2 separate regions of the Sus scrofa genome follow, and region 1 is linked to region 2. Evidence: chromatin contacts called from public Hi-C data. All regions are on one chromosome and are shown on one strand. Each heading gives the region's core, a stretch centred on a gene start, on an enhancer-like site or on the middle of the called end of the contact. The rest is flanking DNA. Distances are from core to core; before and after follow the strand shown.

Region 1 (3,270 bases), core at 305-2,804, 180 kb after region 2:
CGTGGGATTTATGTCCCCAGAACAGACCTACATCCAGATGCTCGAAGGAAAGTCTGCTGCCCATTTACGGCGCAGTCAAAGCTTGACTTTGCAAGGCCCCTGAGTTTTAGATAACCAGCTATTTATTTGAAGTTGTATCCCTACGTCTGCTCTCTGATCTGCTCCACAAATATTTGGCCAGACAAAGAAATATAGTGCTTTACGGCGCATCTCAGCGCCCTGGAAGCCTTATTTATTTATTTTAGTTGATGCCCTTATTTATTTTAGTTGATGCCCTCATTCTGTACCTGCAGTGTGTTAGAAAGATTCCTTCTTACTGGGAAAGTGAAAAGGTTTTTTATTATTTTTTTCATAACTTTAAATTCACTTTGCTATGGTAAGAAGCAACGTATTACTCAAAAGCCATAAAGTTATTCTTTATTCTCTTTTAATTTTTAAAATTAAAGTACCGTTGATTTACAGTGTCGTGTCCATTTCTGCTCACAGCAAAGTGGCTCAGTCATACGTATCTTTTTCTCATACTTCCTTCCCTCGTGTTCTCTCCCAGGAGACTGGATATAGTTCCCTGTCCTATAAAATAGGATAAAATTATTCTTTGTGGTCGAAATATACTTACAAAACATTCCCCTCTTTATGTTCAAGCAAGTGATATTAGGTCCAAGGAGATCTCTTTTCAAAGTTTCACTCCAAGAACTGAGCTCTGTGGTTTTTTGGTTTGTGTCCGTTATCTGCCACGCGCTTCCAAAGCCTAAATCACAATTGCCATCAGCAAGTAATGGGAATTAACAAAAATAAGCAGTAAACTTTGCAATTTGACGGTTTGATTTTACTCATCTATTGGAAATAAATAACATAGACTTCCTAATAGGAGGGAAAACTCTGATTAAATCCTAGTAGGCAGTGGGGACAGCTTTCTGAGTTAAATAGGCAAGAAACGGTATTAGGATCATTGGTGTTCCCTGGTGGCTCAGGGGGTTAAGGATCTGGCATTGTCACTGCCATGGTTTGGTTCACTGCTGTGCCGTGGGTTCAGTCCCTGGCCCCAGAACTTCTTCATCCCCTGGGTGCAGCCAAAAAAAAAAAAAAAAAACATTGTGAGCTCTCTGTGAGTGAAGCCAGTCAAATGAATTACACTCTAAAAGCTTTTAACTCAAAAACTTTGAACTTGCATATCCGTTTCCCCAGATTCCCAAGCTTTTCTCACACTGGGGTTTGTAATTTGCCCTCCCAGGTCCTCCCCCAGCCCCAGCTTGGGTGGAATCCCTCTGGAGAGGAATTTATTTTTTCCTTACTTCATTCTCGCTTTAGGAAACAAGCCCCCAACAAAACACACAGGAAACAGACACCGTTTTATGGAGAACCAATGCCCATCTTTACTTGTGATCATTTTTCTGCTCTGTTTTTTTCTCCCTACCTGATGGTTCCCCCTCTGATTGTTTTGCTTTTAAATAATTGGGGACAGCACTTTGAGACAAGAGGCTGGATTGTGAGGGAGTTGGTCAGCGCAGGGGACAGAGCACGATGACAACATTTAAGTCACAGGATGGCCATTCAAGGGGGCGCGCAGAAGGACATGTCTCTGCAGAGCGGAAACGTTATTCTTAGATTTCCACTGGGAGGGAAGGTCGAGAGCGATCGACAGGGAGGCGTTCAGCACGCTAAGCGTTTTTGCTTTAAAACTGCTAACACACGTCCGTCCTTTCTCCTCCCTGCGATCTGGACCTTTTTTTCACACTCCTTTTTCTCCGAGTGTGAGTTTGGCTGTGTTTATGCATATCCATTGGGCACCTGTCGCAGGCCCCAGGGTTCTAAGGGCTGTATTAGGACCCACTCCCCTTATAAAAGCCATCCAAGCTTTCTGTCTGGGGGCGTCAATTAATTTAGTGAAGAGCAGTTTGCTGCTAACATTGTCCCTGGAACGGGGACAACTGTCATTGATTCTAACATTGTCCCTGGAACTGGGGTGTCATTTTCAGAGATTCACATCCTCTATGTGGGTTTGGAAACATCTGTTCAGACCAGAACACACCAGTGAAAGCTATATTTTGCTCCTCTCCACATGCAGCCAGATGGTCACATCTCTAGGCTCTGGGCTATCAAGTTTCACCTGTCGAATTTAGTTCATTTTCTTTTGCGTGTTTACTGAAACAGTGTAAGACAATAATTACTCCTAATACATTCTAAGTTCCTCAACATTAAAATTTTAAGCATGGGTGCATATGTGTGTTTCTACTTAGATGCTGTATGTTTCTGGGAAAACACACGCATTTTTAATTCCCTGGTGGCTCAGCAGGGTAAGGATCTGGCGTTGTCAGTGCTGTGACTTGGGTCCCTGTCATGGCCCAGGTTCTGTCCCTGGGCGCAGAACTTCTGCATGCCGTGGGCGCGGCCAAAAAACAAGGCAAAAAACCCCATGTGTATGAACCACATTATTTTAAAAAAGGAGATTAAACACTTCCTTTGAGGGGATTTTTAAAATCCAAAGTAAATTCCATCAGTGATCCAGCCTCAAGAAAGAAAATCACTGGGTCTTGTCATGAAATTATCAGTCAACTCAACAAAAGAAAACATACTTCATCATGGAAACACACAATGTGTTTCTCAGAGATCACTCTTTTGAGAAAAATGACAGAGATATTCAAACGAGCAGAAAAAAGTCAATTTCCAGATAATTTTGCTTCAGAAAGGATACTTCATGATGCTTTAGATCAGTGAGCTTCAAATGTTTTTCCACAGTCATACCCTGTCATTTGGCAAACTGCAACCTCTCAGTCCTTATTAAGCTGACAAATACAATTTTCCCTCATAAATTTAAAGAGTTGCAAGTGATGCGAACTCCACTGTAATATGGACAAATAAAAATGAAACCATTGGGAGTTCCCATTGGGCCACAGTGGAAACGAATCCGACCAGCATCCATGAGGATGCAGGTTCAATCCCTGGCGTTGCTCCGTGGGTCAGGGATCTGGCATTGCCGTGAGCTGTGGTGTAGGTCACAGACACAGCTTGGATCCTGCATGGCTGTGGCTGTGGCGTTGGTCAGCTGTAGCTCTGATTCGACCCCTAGCCTGAGAACTTCCATATGCCACGGGTGTGGCCCTAAAAACAAGCAAAAAAAAAAAAAAACAAAAAACCCCATCAAATCATGCCTTTAAATGTGGTCAGTGATTTGGTGCTGACAGTCAACTGTTGAAAGAAAATCCACAGAGAAGCAATTAACTTAGGAGGTTGCACATTATTTCTTTTCTCTTTGAACCTGCAGTCCAATTT
Region 2 (3,029 bases), core at 349-2,848:
TGTGGTTCTGGTTCTGGTGGTGACCCAGGCGTGGCCCTCAGCCGGCCCTCTGCTGCCGGAGCAGGAAGAGGCCCATGGTGGGCGCATGACCCCAGGGCTGTGCCATCCACCGTCTCTGCAGAGCATCGCCCAGTGGGAGAATTCCCTTATAAAACAGATGATATGTCCTGTGGAGGTTGGTCCTCCCAAGGAAAGCGAGAGATCGATAAGAAACCTCGCAGGTCTAACTCCAAAGCCAGTGAAATGTTTCTGTTTGAATCATCTAAGGCTGGAGTTGGGGGGGGGGGGGCTGGAATTTGTGAACAACTAATGATCAAATTTTAAAATCCTTGGTTGTTATTCGAATCACCTTTCAGCAGAAGAGGTACTGTTCTGGAACTATGAACCGAAAACAGTCTCAGTATTTAACAAGAATTAGCTTCAGTTGCTTATGTAAAAATTTAAATGTTTTAAGCATTTGTCCTGAGATACATTTTTGCATATTATTAACTTGCACCATGTGGATGCAAAGGTTTCGTGGACAGAAGATAAACTTCGGCTCAGCCCTGGTCATGATGAGCAAAAATTCTGAAATTAGTGAAATCTAAAAACTCACTACCATTCAATATCTTAAAAGGTGCCCCTAACCAAATGTAAGCTTCCAGATAATAAAGTACTCACTTGATTCTATGTAATACTTGGGAAACTTATTTTGCAATATTTTAATGATGATATACCAACTGAGAAAGTCTCCCTGAATTTCTTAGAAAACATTCATTAAAATCTCAAAGCGTTCACCTCTGTGTTACATTTTTCTCCAAATAATAAAATGTATTATTTAGAAAACAAATGCCGTTGCCTTGCGATAAGTTATTATTATTTTTTTCAAATGAGCTAACACAACGGAATAAAGTACATGATCAGTCGTGGCTGAGTCACTTCCTGTTTCAATAACAAGAATGTCATCAGCTAAACTCTAACCAGCAGGGTTTGTCACTGTGTGTGTGGCTTTATTTGTACGTGTTGCCAGAAACAAGTTCTTGGGGGAAATGCAGTCATCATTCTAATACCAAGAAAGAACTTTCGATGAGCAGTTTGGGCAGCTGCTGTTGCCTTGTGTATTATTTATGCTATAACTGCAGCCGCCGGAATGGAAGGGACAGTGCTTGCTGGGCACTGCACACGGAGCTTCAGGCCTGCCCAGAGATGTCGTAAGTCACTCCTGTCAGCAAAGCTCGGACACCAATGCACACTGGTTTCCCAAAGATCGAGAGGCATGCTCCGGCAGAGAGAAGGTCACGGCTGGTCATCCGAAGACCTGCCCTTTGGCCTGGCTTGGCTACAGAGTGCCCATTTGATCTCGGACTTTCATTTCCACGGCTGCAAAACACGAGGGTTGAACGGCTCCCTCTCCGACCTATTTCCAGGGGACGCTCTCTGGTTGTTTTCCTAGAACCGTGAAGCTGGGTTGGCTTTTCTGCCTGATCAGTGTCTGACGCTCCCTGAATGTGGTCCCCCAGAGATCTCGAGGGGCGAACTGCAGAGGACTCATCCGTGTGCTCCCTCCCCCCGTGGCGTCAGGACAGCTATAGCTGCCGTTTGTGCAAATCACCGCAACGCAGCAGCTGAAGGATTCCAGACAGGCCCTGGGTCAGATCATCTGGCGCTCTGAGGACACGGGTGGGGGTGGGAGGAGGGTCCTTGGGCCTCTGGTCCCCACTTCAGAAAGGCCGCCCCTGCTGTGTCAGAGGGCGACATGATTTGGGCAGAGTCTCAGAAGCACACTTCAAGGACCGTCCAGGTTTCCCTGCTGGAAGCCACCCGGGAGACTCACTGGGTGTCCATTCCAGCATCTTACCGGGGGAGGAGGACATCCTGGCGCAGAGAGAACCTCAGACAAACACCAGCAGCGATTGTGCCCCAGTTAAACCATCCCGCTGCCTCTGTGGAGCACCTGGGTGCTCCCCATTTCCCTTTCAGAATCCCCCTGAGAACTCCCTTCTGGCCGCGTGGCTTGGCAAGGGCAGGCTAAAAATCCACCCCGGGCTTCCCTCCAAAAGCATCCTTACGTTGTGATGATCCACATCTTATTTGCATTCAGGAGAATTCTAGCCCCGCGTCTACCCTGCTGCCTGTCCGCGTTAAGGAAGTGTTTGCTCTGGGCTGTAAAGAATGAGTAACTGGGCGAGACCCCGCTGTCCGGCCACCCGGAGCCCAAGGTGGCCTCCTGGGAGAGGTGCGCACAGCTGAGTCAGACTCGGGGTGACCGGCAGCTGATGGAGCTGATAGTGCGACACTCCTGGCTCCTTCTGTGCTTTGTGAACGCTGTTTAAAATGCTGCTGCCTCACGACGGCGGAAAATACGTGTGACTCCTCGTTGCTCCTGAAGCCTGGTGGGGGGTGTGGACACTGGAGAATGGCTCTGGCACCGGGCACAGTCTGGGGAGGCTGCAGTGGGCTCATCTGAGGTTTCCGTCTGTTTAGGAACCATGGGTCCATCCTTGCTTTTAGGAATAATTTGGATCTCTGGCTCCCATGCAGAACCGAAGAAATCCAGTCTACACCTGAATTGCCTAATCTCACTGAGAGCTGTGGGCTGGCCTAGAACTGGGGCAGTTGTGTCCTTCTTTGGCTCAAATTAAAGCAACAGTCAGCTCATCCAGTGGTTTCTGGCCGTGCCTGCTGCCTCCAGGCCCTCTCCCGGCCTGTTCCCTCTGGGCAGCGTCAAGGGACCGTGGAGGGACAGGGGTCTACATGGCACTCTCATTTCCTATCCTACAGTCTCAAAATCCCTCCAGGCTGAACCGCTTAGCTGGGAGTCTAAGCTGCAAGCTTTCCAATGCCCCAGCCCCTGCGGTTAGGTTAGCGCTGCTGCTCACCCCTCGACTTCCAGGCCTAGAAAGCCGTAAAGAGCGGTGGATCCGCATCTTCTCTGCTGTCTTATCTCCCATGACCCTGGCTTTGCTCAGACTTCCCTTCCCAGGAGCATCCTTCCTCCCCCGATGGCTTCGTGCCCCCCATCCCTGGTCCCACAGCACTTCTCCTCTGCG

The links. Hi-C and Micro-C count contacts between places; a contact is called where the count stands out from the background.
Region 1: a contact with region 2 is called in a Hi-C map of liver, with 2.6 times the contacts expected there. The contact joins two enhancer-like sites. A contact is called at or near these places in 11 of 47 Hi-C or Micro-C datasets (embryonic fibroblasts, liver, mesenteric adipose tissue and 4 more) and 2 of 2 datasets of contacts at active chromatin or transcription factors (alveolar macrophages and skeletal muscle).

Annotation. Positions count from the first base shown.
Region 1 is chr10:66,297,460-66,300,729 of Sscrofa11.1, reverse strand. No RefSeq gene overlaps it. Among named protein-coding and RNA genes, the nearest start is that of KLF6, 190 kb to the left of the region's middle. Within about 2 kb of position 1,554, at least 3 of the 83 cell types and tissues checked have an H3K27ac peak or open chromatin away from gene starts, as enhancers often do. A contact at or near this core is called in liver, where this site is marked.
Region 2 is chr10:66,473,885-66,476,913 of Sscrofa11.1, reverse strand. No RefSeq gene overlaps it. Among named protein-coding and RNA genes, the nearest start is that of KLF6, 13 kb to the left of the region's middle. Within about 2 kb of position 1,598, at least 43 of the 83 cell types and tissues checked have an H3K27ac peak or open chromatin away from gene starts, as enhancers often do. A contact at or near this core is called in liver, where this site is marked.